Linked DNA regions of Sus scrofa: region 1 is linked to region 2. Evidence: chromatin contacts called from public Hi-C data. All regions are on one chromosome and are shown on one strand. The core of a region is the stretch at or near the end of the contact, and the rest is flanking DNA. Distances in the headings are between cores, read along the strand shown.

What was found. A called contact is a pair of places that touch in the nucleus more often than the background predicts.
Region 1: a Hi-C map of epiblast stem cells shows a contact between it and region 2, with 2.2 times the contacts expected there. The contact joins the promoter of SOX1 here to the enhancer-like site in region 2. A contact is called at or near these places in 5 of 47 Hi-C or Micro-C datasets (embryonic fibroblasts, epiblast stem cells, fetal heart ventricle and 2 more).

Annotation. Positions count from the first base shown.
Region 1 is chr11:77,983,992-77,988,959 of Sscrofa11.1, forward strand. It overlaps SOX1 (transcription factor SOX-1), which reads left to right and starts at 1,780. Exons shown (of 1, transcript XM_021065935.1): 1 at 1,780-4,968. The coding sequence starts at 2,209. The coding sequence ends at 3,363.
Region 2 is chr11:77,647,175-77,652,763 of Sscrofa11.1, forward strand. No RefSeq gene overlaps it. Among named protein-coding and RNA genes, the nearest start is that of TEX29, 120 kb to the left of the region's middle. Within about 2 kb of position 1,322, at least 2 of the 83 cell types and tissues checked have an H3K27ac peak or open chromatin away from gene starts, as enhancers often do. A contact at or near this core is called in epiblast stem cells, where this site is marked.

The DNA of each region.
Region 1 (4,968 bases), core at 530-3,029, 340 kb after region 2:
AAAGGCTGCAGGTATTCACTGCCCAACAGACCTAAACATCCGCGCGGCTCCTCCTAAAATGGTCACCACCATCGTCATGTGTTTATCTCTCTTGTAAGGTAGTCAGTCCTGGCACTTTGGTTAGGCACCACTTCACCCACCAGCAAAGTCCTGAGCGCCTCCCTCTCTGGTGCACAGGCAGCATCCCTTCCTCCAAGAGGTCTAGGGAGGGGTGTTTGGACCCAGCCGCTCGTCTCCGAGTCTTCAGGCCACTTTAAAACCCTTCCGGTGGAGACGGCAGCACGAGCGCTGTGTTATTTGAGAATGCGTGTGCAAATTCTGTACTTCCCGGTATTGAGAACCCTTCGAGGATTAAGAACTATAACCCCAGGTGGATAATCATTCCAGAAAACGGGCATCTGTCCCTTAGTCCCAAGGCCCTGCTTTTCCGATTTGGGTTCGGGTGGCCCGGCTCCCTTCTCCAAGTTTTCCTAGTCCTTAGGCAAACATCTTGTTGGAAGATTCGCCGCAATGGCTAGGTCTCTCTTTTTTTTTTTTTTTTTTTTTTTTTTTTTGCGATTTCAAGAAACTTTTTCAACTGTTGTGGAGGAACTAGATTGCAGATGGTTGTTGTTTTCAAACCTTCCTAGAAATTCCTTTTCAGGAGGAAGAAGCCAAATTGAGAGGAGCACGTGGTTACAACCCCCAGGCTCATTGCAAGACCCCTCTCCAAAATAAAAGTTCAGGGCTAGAGCTAAAGCTGCCGTGGAGCCAAGCCCGACACAAATGCTCCCCCTTGACAGGATGCTTGCGGCCTGGATGTGGAGGCCCTGCCTACGAGAGGGGGCACTGGAGGACTTCTGCGCGGCGGCGGCGCAGCGCGCTTCCTTGGGAGGGTGGGGGACCGCGCCGTCCGAGCCTCGCGGGGAGGGGGGGGGGTCCCTCCAGTCGTGCACCTCAGAGGGTCTCCCCTGCTCCCAGGGGCGCGCCCTTGCTTCCCAGCCCTCGGGCCGAGGATCCCGCCTCGCCGGCAACTTTCCTCTCCCCCGCAGGAGCAGAGGAGGCAGGCGGGGGAGCGGAGGAGGCGCTGGGGCTCCTTTGCGCTCCTTTAAACAAGGTTCGGGGCTGCATTCCCCCCAGGCCTCACCCGCACCCCCGCCCCGCATAATTCTTTCTCCGTCTCCGCTTTTAAACCCGATCGCTCGTCGCTCGGAGCGCGCGGGCGGGGAGAGGCGAGGAGGGTGCGCTCGGGTTCGCCGCCGCCGCCGCGCGCGCTCAGGAAGCAGCGTGGCTGTGACCCCCTCCCGGGCCTGCCTTCCCCCTCCTTCCTCCCCTCCTCCCCGCTCTGCCGCCCGCGCCCGGTGCACCTACTCCCTCCCCACGTCACTCGCCAGCGCGCCATGCAAATCACCGCCGCCGCCGGCTCCCATTGGCCGCGGCGCGCTCATTTAATGGCAGCCCGGGCCCGGCGTATGGCTGCTGGGCCCCGCGCGCCGCCGGCCCCGCGTGCGCCTCCGCTCCGAGCGCACGGCCCCGGGCAGGCAGCGGGCAGCCCGTACCGGGCTCGGCCGCCTGCTCTCTGGCCCTCTCCGCGCGCCTGCGCCCCCTCAGCTGCCCCTGGCCCCCCTCCCCGGCGGCGCCGCGATCGCCCCCCCCCGCCCCCCTCCGCTCCCCCCCTCGGCGCCTCGCTCCCCCCGGGCACCTGGGACCCGCACATGCCCAGCGCACGCGGCGCGCCGCCCTGCTAGAAGTTGCAGCCCCGGAGTTGGAGGCCGCCGCCGAGGACCGAGCGCTGGAGAAAGGAGGCAGCGCGGCGGCGGGCGAGGAGGAGGCGGCGGCGAGCCCCCGGCCGGGCCCCGCGCACCGCTCGCATCCCGCGAAGTGGAGCTGCAACTTGGCCACGACCGCACCTGTTTGCACCACTCCGCCGAAGGCGACCCGGCTGCGGCGGCGGTGACGACGGCGACCCCGGCCCTCGACCTCTTTAGCAAGTGGTTTGCGCCGGAGAGAAACTTTGCGCCTGCGAGCCGGACCGGCGCCGAGTGTGTGTGTTCCTGCCTCCTTTTTTTTCGCGGTCGCCTCCACCTCTCCCCAGCCTCCTCTCTGCCCGGACCTCTCCCCCCTACCTACATCTCGCTCCGTCTGAGCCCCTCTCCATCCCCCCGCCCCCCGGCCGTCTATGCTCCGGGCCCTCTCCGCGCGGTGCCGGTGAACCCGTGAGCCGCCCCGATGTACAGCATGATGATGGAGACCGACCTGCACTCGCCCGGCGGCGCCCAGGCCCCCACGAACCTGTCGGGCCCGGCCGGGGCGGGCGGGGGCGGAGGTGGCGGCGGCGGGGGCGCCAAGGCCAACCAGGACCGGGTCAAGCGGCCCATGAACGCCTTCATGGTGTGGTCCCGCGGACAGCGGCGCAAGATGGCCCAGGAGAACCCGAAGATGCACAACTCGGAGATCAGCAAGCGCCTGGGTGCCGAGTGGAAGGTCATGTCCGAGGCCGAGAAGCGGCCGTTCATCGACGAGGCCAAGCGACTGCGCGCCCTGCACATGAAGGAGCACCCGGATTACAAGTACCGGCCGCGCCGCAAGACCAAGACGCTGCTCAAGAAGGACAAGTACTCGCTGGCCGGCGGGCTGCTGGCGGCCGGCGCGGGCGGCGGCGGTGCGGCCGTGGCCATGGGCGTGGGTGTGGGCGCCGCGGCCGTGGGCCAGCGCCTCGAGAGCCCGGGCGGCGCGGCGGGCGGCGGCTACGCGCACGTCAACGGCTGGGCCAACGGCGCCTACCCCGGCTCGGTGGCGGCGGCGGCGGCCGCCGCAGCCATGATGCAGGAGGCGCAGCTGGCCTACGGGCAGCACCCCGGCGCGGGCGGCGCGCACCCGCACGCGCACCCGGCGCACCCGCACCCGCACCACCCGCACGCGCACCCGCACAACCCGCAGCCCATGCACCGCTACGACATGGGCGCGCTGCAGTACAGCCCCATCTCCAACTCCCAGGGCTACATGAGCGCCTCGCCCTCGGGCTACGGCGGCCTCCCCTACGGCGCCGCGGCCGCCGCCGCCGCCGCCGCGGGCGGCGCGCACCAGAACTCGGCCGTGGCGGCGGCGGCGGCAGCGGCGGCCGCGTCGTCCGGCGCCCTGGGCGCGCTCGGCTCGCTGGTCAAGTCGGAGCCGAGTGGCAGCCCGCCGGCCCCGGCGCACTCGCGGGCGCCGTGCCCCGGGGACCTGCGCGAGATGATCAGCATGTACTTGCCGGCTGGCGAGGGCGGCGACCCGGCGGCGGCGGCGGCCGCCGCGGCGCAGAGCCGGCTGCACTCGCTACCGCAGCACTACCAGGGCGCGGGCGCCGGCGTCAACGGCACGGTGCCCCTGACGCACATTTAGGGACGCGGGCCACCCTGCGGCCGGCGACGCGCGCCCGGAGCCTCCGGCCCGGCCCGGCGCGGCCTTGCTTTTGTACCGACGTTTCTGCGTTCTTGTAAAAAGGGAAGCGCTGGCGCGGCACACCAGCTGACACGCGCACCCCCTTACCGGGAGCTCCGGGGGACCGCTCGGCGGGACAGCTGTGCGTTTAAGACTGAACTTCGGTGTTTCTTGAGACTTTTTGTACAGTATTTATCTTCCGCGGAGGAGGCAGAAAGCGTTTTCTTTGCTCGAGGGGACACAAAGACCAAACCAAGGGAGGCGACTCCAACTTTTCTACCGCGGCCGCGCGCCAGCTCTCACCCCGCGTCGCTTCTTGGCGGTCGGGTGCCAGGGAGCCGGCGAGCTGTTCGCATTGGTTATCAATAGAGGAAGGCAGAGCCAACCCCGAGTTTTTTGTAGTTGTTACCGCTTTTTTGGGTTGGTGTGTTAATTTATACAGCGATTCCCCCCACCCACCCCGTTCAGACGGCAGCGTTATTTTGGGTTTTGTAAAACTTTCTGTATCTGAGTATTTCCCTTTTTTGGTTTTGTTTTGTAATATTTCATGTAAATGCATTGTGGAAATTTTCTTTTAGGCGTTGCGGTGTGGGGAGGGGGATTCGGATTATGTACAGAGTTTCCTAAAAAGCTTTTCTTCTAAAAACGAAAAAAGAACCCCACCCCCAAAATGCATCAGCTTTGAGTCAATAAATTTAAGAGAGAAAAGCCCGGTTTTTTTTCCCCATAAACCTGAAACGTGCTCGATTTATGTTCATGTTTTAGGAGCCGAGAATGCAATTAGTAAATCTGACAGAAGAGGAAGAAAAATGATCAACATGAAGTAAATAAATAGAACGGAGGGGGCCCCTGGGGAGAGGGTACCATTTGCACGGAACTGCCTTCAGAGGAAGCGAAGGAAGTTAAAATCGATTGGTTGTTTTGTAGCGGTTACGGTGTTATTAGGGAATGAGAAGTAATTGTCCCCCTCACCCCAAAAAAATAGTTCTGTAGGCTGGCCCTTGGGCGTGTAGTTTTTAACTGCCGGCCACCGCCGGTGGGCTTTGCGATCCCTTGCTGCGGGCTTTGCCTCTGCCAGCTGGCCCGGGACCTGCGCGCGGTTTGGTCCGGAGGAGAACAGAGACCCCAAGGGCGGGACCGAGCTATGGATGGATGACAAAGACCACGGCGGGGGCGCGGGAGCCCCCAATTCCTCTGCAATTAAGGAGATTGCAAGTGGAATTTTCCGTTTGGGGCTCAAGGAACCGCACTCTCTAAACCAAAACGTACTGCAACCGAGCTCCCTCCGTCTGTCCTCACTCAGCCCCTCCTTCTGGTCTATTTCTCCTTGGAAAAGGCCAAAATCATTTCGTTGGATTTTCACACTCAAAATCGACCACCCCCACATCCCCTGCGTGAACTGGGATGCAAACTGCTAACCGATGTGAACGCAAACTGCCGTGTTTATGATTCCTGATGACATCTGAGGTCGTTTGATGCTTTAAATTTTTTAATTATATTTTTTCTAGGTGTTTCCTGGTACATTGCAGTTTTTTCTGGATTTTAAAGTTTTCTGTAAAACTTTGT
Region 2 (5,589 bases), core at 72-2,571:
AGGGACGAATTTGATGCAAAAGGCCCTTGTGAATATCTTGGTTCCCTCCCCTTTTCTCCCATCTGCACACATGTGTGTGCAGGCGCGCGTGAGCGTGTACACACACACACACGCACACGCAGAGGAGGTTTACAGCCCCTCACGCACACAGAGGGGAAAAAAATCCGGCTGTTGTCTTGCAAGTGTTACTTATCATATTAATTAAAATCTGGTGACACGATAACACCACCAGCTGTGTGGGAAAGCGAGGGAAATTAACAAACGTTTGATTTGTTGTCTTGCTAATGTGACACTTATTATACAGGTCAGAGTAAAACAATACCTCAGCCAAAATATGCTAATGTGAGCGGAACTGTTGCAGTTGTGAAAACATTAGTGTTTATTATAATGAGGCAAAATAGCACGTTACCTTTGCGAGAATGCAGTGATCTCTGAATCTAACGGCATAACTAAATTTTTAAACGTTACGTTGTTGGAAATAAAAAAAAAATGCATTAAAAACTTTTCCTGGGTAAGTTTTGAAAAAATAATAGAACTTTTTAAAAATAATTTGAGCTCAAATAACACATACCTGCTCTTTAGTTTTGAATGCATTTTACTGGGGTGAGACTGAGTCCCTAGGACACACGCAAACTGCAAATGCTGTGGGTCCTTTATCACAGCATTTAGCCCAATGTCGAAAGACGGGGTGGGTTAAAATTGGGTATTACTTAAGGAGAAATAGCAAAGTCATTTATTCATCTAGGAGGTTATAAATGCCTCTGCTGAGAGTAACAGTTCGAGACTGTTCTTAAAAATACCGTGAACAGAAGAGTCTAATTTCAAAGGGATTTGTTACTGCCACGCACCCTTTCCTCCTGTTTGGCTCCATTCCCCCCTCCCCCGCACATCCTGCAATGAGAAACAAATGCAGACTTTTCCAAAACACCCGGCGGCGGCCAACTTTCCCCCTTTGGCCACTGAACTCTGTGTCTGTCTGTCTGGGCTGGGGTGATGCGAGGCGCCTCACTGGGGCATAATTTCTGGGCGATCCTCGGCAGCACTTTGCAGGTGCGTCTCATAAGAACACACTTGATTTTTACCTTCCCAGAGGTCCTCCACGCCAGCGCTGCTTCTCATCCTAGCCCCGTGTCTTCCTCCCCTTCTGGTGTTTGAGCACCGGGGGTGTGAAGTCCAACATTTGCTTGACAGTCTTTGACAGCAGATTATGTAGATTTTGCCCGAGAGAACACCCATCGTGGGCAACTGGATTTTGAGCTGCCCTCTAGATCTGAGGTCAGGCGATGGGGTCAGCGGAGGAGGAGGCGGGGACCATCTTCCCAGGGGGGACAGGATGCTGGGAGCCCAGGAAAGCGGCGGTGCCGCCCTTCCCTGGGACGGCTGAGTGAGTGTGCGGGCTCGGAACCTCTTGCTTCCCTGGCGCCCTGGCTGTGAACGCCTGGCACAAGCCCGGTCTAGAAGCCACACGAGGGACACCGTGTGCCGCTACCTGTGTCACCTGGAGTCTCAAGCCTCCCTTTGGGTCTCGGCTGTGATGAGAGCAGGGTCTAACTCGCGTCCCTGTAGATTCTGTTGGCAGAGGAAAAACTGTGTCTGTTTATCGCAATATCCTGAATAATCTCCTTCAAAAGCAAAGGTTGATCATTGAGTTGAAATGGCAATTTCCTAGTGCCAAGGGGCTCTGGTACAGTTTGGGCTCTAAGTTGTAACTTTAGAAATGCTGCCATATGATAACCGGCTTTGCTTTCAAGCGACAGATTTGAGCTCTGTCGAGAGGGGCCCTCGTCGCTGCTTAAGTCTATACAAATAAACACGAATGCTTCTGTGTGCGAGCGCGACGCCCGATTAGATTCAAAATGCGATCCTGTGTACACACGTTCTCAGCCATTAGGAGGTGATTCCCAGCTCTGTTCAAATTGACAGGGCATGGAGAGGTGAGCTCGCCAACAAAACTTCCTTTTCTCTACATCCAGTAGCTTTAATTAAGCCTGCAAGGCGGAACTGCCATTTCAAAACACAAAGACGTTTAACTCTGACTCCCCAAAATTAGTTTATTTAGCTTTGAAAGGATTTTTTGTGCATCTATGCTTTGAAGAGCTTGTTTTTTTCTAGACGTTAAATTATTAATGAACGAGCAAACGCAGTAAATCGGGGACAATAAGAAATGCTAGCGGCGGGGCTGCCAGATCCGCACTGGAGGCAGAAGGAAATTTCCAGTTGTCTTTAGGATTCCCTTGTCGCGCCTGCGGGATGCGCAGAGGTTGGCGAGCCAGCGTTTGTGCAGACAGCCCTGACCTCGGGAGCCTGGAGGGGACCCCGGTGCCTTCAGGGACGGGCAGAGAACCCAATCAATGCCACAGATTCCGAGTCTACTAACTAAACGTCATCCAAACGCCATCATGTCTATTAAAAAACACACTTAGCATTGATGAAAAGATCAAGGGATGTTATTTGATTAGGGAAGATGATTGAACTGGAAAATACACCCTGCCGGCAGCCTTACTAAGTAGTTTCCGAGTCTGACCTCCTCAGCGGGCCCTCGCCCACTCCACGGGGAAGCCGCAGCCAGCAGGGCCCTCCTCGCAGTGGCGCTGCGTGTCGGGGGGTCCCGCCGGCCCCGGGCCGGGCCGAGTCGGCCGGCTGTTAGGATGTGTGAGTGCATGCGAGAGCCAATGGCAGGCTGATGCCATCCGCTGAAACAAATGATTGCACGTCGCCCGGAGGACGGCTGCTGAGAGCTTGGTCTCTCTGGTCACCTCGTGCATGTGCTCTGTGCAAGCAAAGCCACAGGCCGCCGGGAATACTCCTGGGCAGGAGGCGTGCGGCTTTGCCTCCGAAGGGCAGGACGCCACGCGTGTGGACCGAGCCCTGTGACAGATTGCCACTGTCGTGGCTGAACTTGGAATTGCCCATAACAGCTGCAAGGGGCCGGTTTTCTCCATCTTGGGCGGGTGGTCAGGCAGCCTCGGGCGGATGGAGGCCCTGATCTGAAAGGAGAGAGCCCTTGCTTGTGTGTGTGTGTGTGTGTGTGTGTGTGTGTGTGTGCGCACACGTGTGTATGTGTCCCTTTTTTCTAACTTTCCCCCCCGGTTCTGTTCCCACCCTCCCTCTTTGACTCGATTAACTGCCTGGAAGGCCCCAGCCCTCCCACAGTGTTGCCTGCCCCCCACTTTGCTTTGGGGGTGCACGGAGCTGGTCCTTGAGATCCAGGCACGGTACCTCCTTGCCGTGACATTAATTGCTGTGACTGTGCTGGCATTCAGGTCGGTTGTTCTGTGCACGAGGCCTGCAATAGTTCATTCTCCCGACACAGCAGATTTTGTGTGGTTCGATCTGCGTAAAGAATGAGGAAAAACGTTATGAGAAAATAGACAAGATCCCAAGCTTTTGTCCCCGCCGGGGTGGCTGTCGCATCACAGAGCAGCTGTGGCTGCAGGGCTTAGACGAAGTGTTTGCAGTTTGGCCTCGATGCATTTAAAACTGTGGCACCAGACCAGGTGACACCAACCTGCTTTTGAATGTGGGAAACAGAGCTTTTGTGTAATTAACCGAGAAAACTCATTTCCGTTGTCCCTTTTCCCACAGCGACGCAAGGAGACGTTTCTGACGTTTTAAATGTTCACCACCTGCCACGGCAGCTCCCTGGTCCTCAGCTGACCTCCTTGTGTCTCAGCGGTGGTTGAAATGAGCGCAGGATCCCGGTCGCCCTGCCCCTGTGCCCTGGCGAGGTGGCATTAAGATATTATTTATTTCTTCCAACGCTCCGCAAATACTGGGGAGGGTGGGGTGTGGAGACAAGAAATTCAAAATATACCGTTTGGACTTTAAAGACAGTTTTTGAAAAAGAGCAGTTTCCATATATCAACACTTTTTGGTGTGATCCATGAAACATTTTGATATGATTTAGCAAAAACAGTTTTTGCATCAGGAACATTATAGCTATACCTCATCTGCATATGTAAAGATTGCAGAATGGAATCACATTAGGTATAAATTCAATGCCAAGAAAGGACACCCTTCGTTAATGGAACATTACAGTAGAAAATTCAGAAGCCGGCGTTGCGGTTCTCACAGCAGTTACAGCGGGGTCGCTGTGCGCGGTCGGCCTCGTGCGCGCGCGAGGGCGCCGCTGTAGGAGGGAGGCCCTGGCTCTTTGCTCAGCCCGACAACCGCAGGGAGGAAGGACCGGGGGCCCTGACTGAATTGCAAAATGTGATTTTTCTCAGTGGAATGACAGTTTGCTTTTCCAAACTGAAGCCGAGGGTAGATGGATCTTTTCTTGTTGAAAGAAGTGCCAGTTATGACACTGGCTAGACCATACGCCGCAGGAGGAGACGGGGGTCCCTGTCTGTCCGTGAGAGCGCGCATGCTGGCCGGGCAGTGGTGACTGGCCTGGGTTCTCCGTGCCAGCCGAGGAGATGTTGAGACTGGAAAGGTCCAGGCGGAAGGCGGCTGCTTTGTTCACAAATGGTGGGGACAGGTTCACAGAGCCGGCCTGGGTCCCGCATCCCCCGCCGCCCACCCACGCCGGTGCTGGCCTCGCCCCAGGATCGAAAGGCAGCGTGCTCAGGGGCGTGTAGAGGGATCTCACGTGGCCTCCATCCCACTCGCCTATTTCCATTTCAAACCCTGGGAGGCGGACTTGGGGGCTGCGGGATGTTGCAGGGCCATCGTCCAGGGGCCGGGACTTGAACTCAGCGTCCTCACGCCTCCTTGATGCTGCAAGATTCTCCCTCCCTTTCCTCCTCCTCCCATCACCATCTTCCTCTCCATCATCATCAGGCGTTCAGGTGGTGCTTTGTCAAAGCATCACGAAAGGCCTTCCTCCCCTGGCTCTCTGCTCCGACTCCACGGTAGCTAGAAAGGGTTCTTGCTCTCATTTTTGTGCTTATCCAAGGTCAGGGCGGAACCAGCCTTGAATCTCCGAGTTCTGACTCTAAATTTCGCCTGCTTTCCGCCTCCCACTTGCAGGTCCCAAACAGTGCTTTTGTTTGGCAGAGGTGCAATCTGGAATCCGCTCACAGTGGATTGGGGGGGGGCAGGTGGAGGGAACTGCGGTGTTTAAACTCCTGTCACACATGAATTTGAGCCCAGCTGCTCAAAGGCACCATATAACTGCTCATAATTCCATCTTCTTGCACAGCTTCTGGTGTTGAGAGGGTGCATCTCCAAGGCCTGTGCCCCCTCCTCAGGGAGAAGCTGGGGGGCCCTAGACCTTGCAGGTGATTGATATGCCTCCAGTGAGCCTGCAGCCCCAGGGTTGGGACCGTTCTTCCCCTGGAAGGGAACCAGGCTCCCGGGTGGCAGGTTAAGGGCATTGGGGACCCAGAGGCTGATGCCTACAGGTCCTCACGCTGCCGGGTGAACGGCTCGCAGCTCCCTGAGCTGAGCCAAAGGCTACAGGAATCCCGGCTTCTCTCCTGCTCCCCCTGCCCCCTGCCGTTCTAGCCCGGCCCCCACAGCCCTGGTTCTCTGCCCAGTTCCGAGGGTCACTCTCTCAGGATCCTCACAGTGCCAGCATCACCAAGGGGACCTTCCTTGCCGACCGCGGCCACCTGGCATAGCATCTTGGCTGCATTCGTGGGTCAG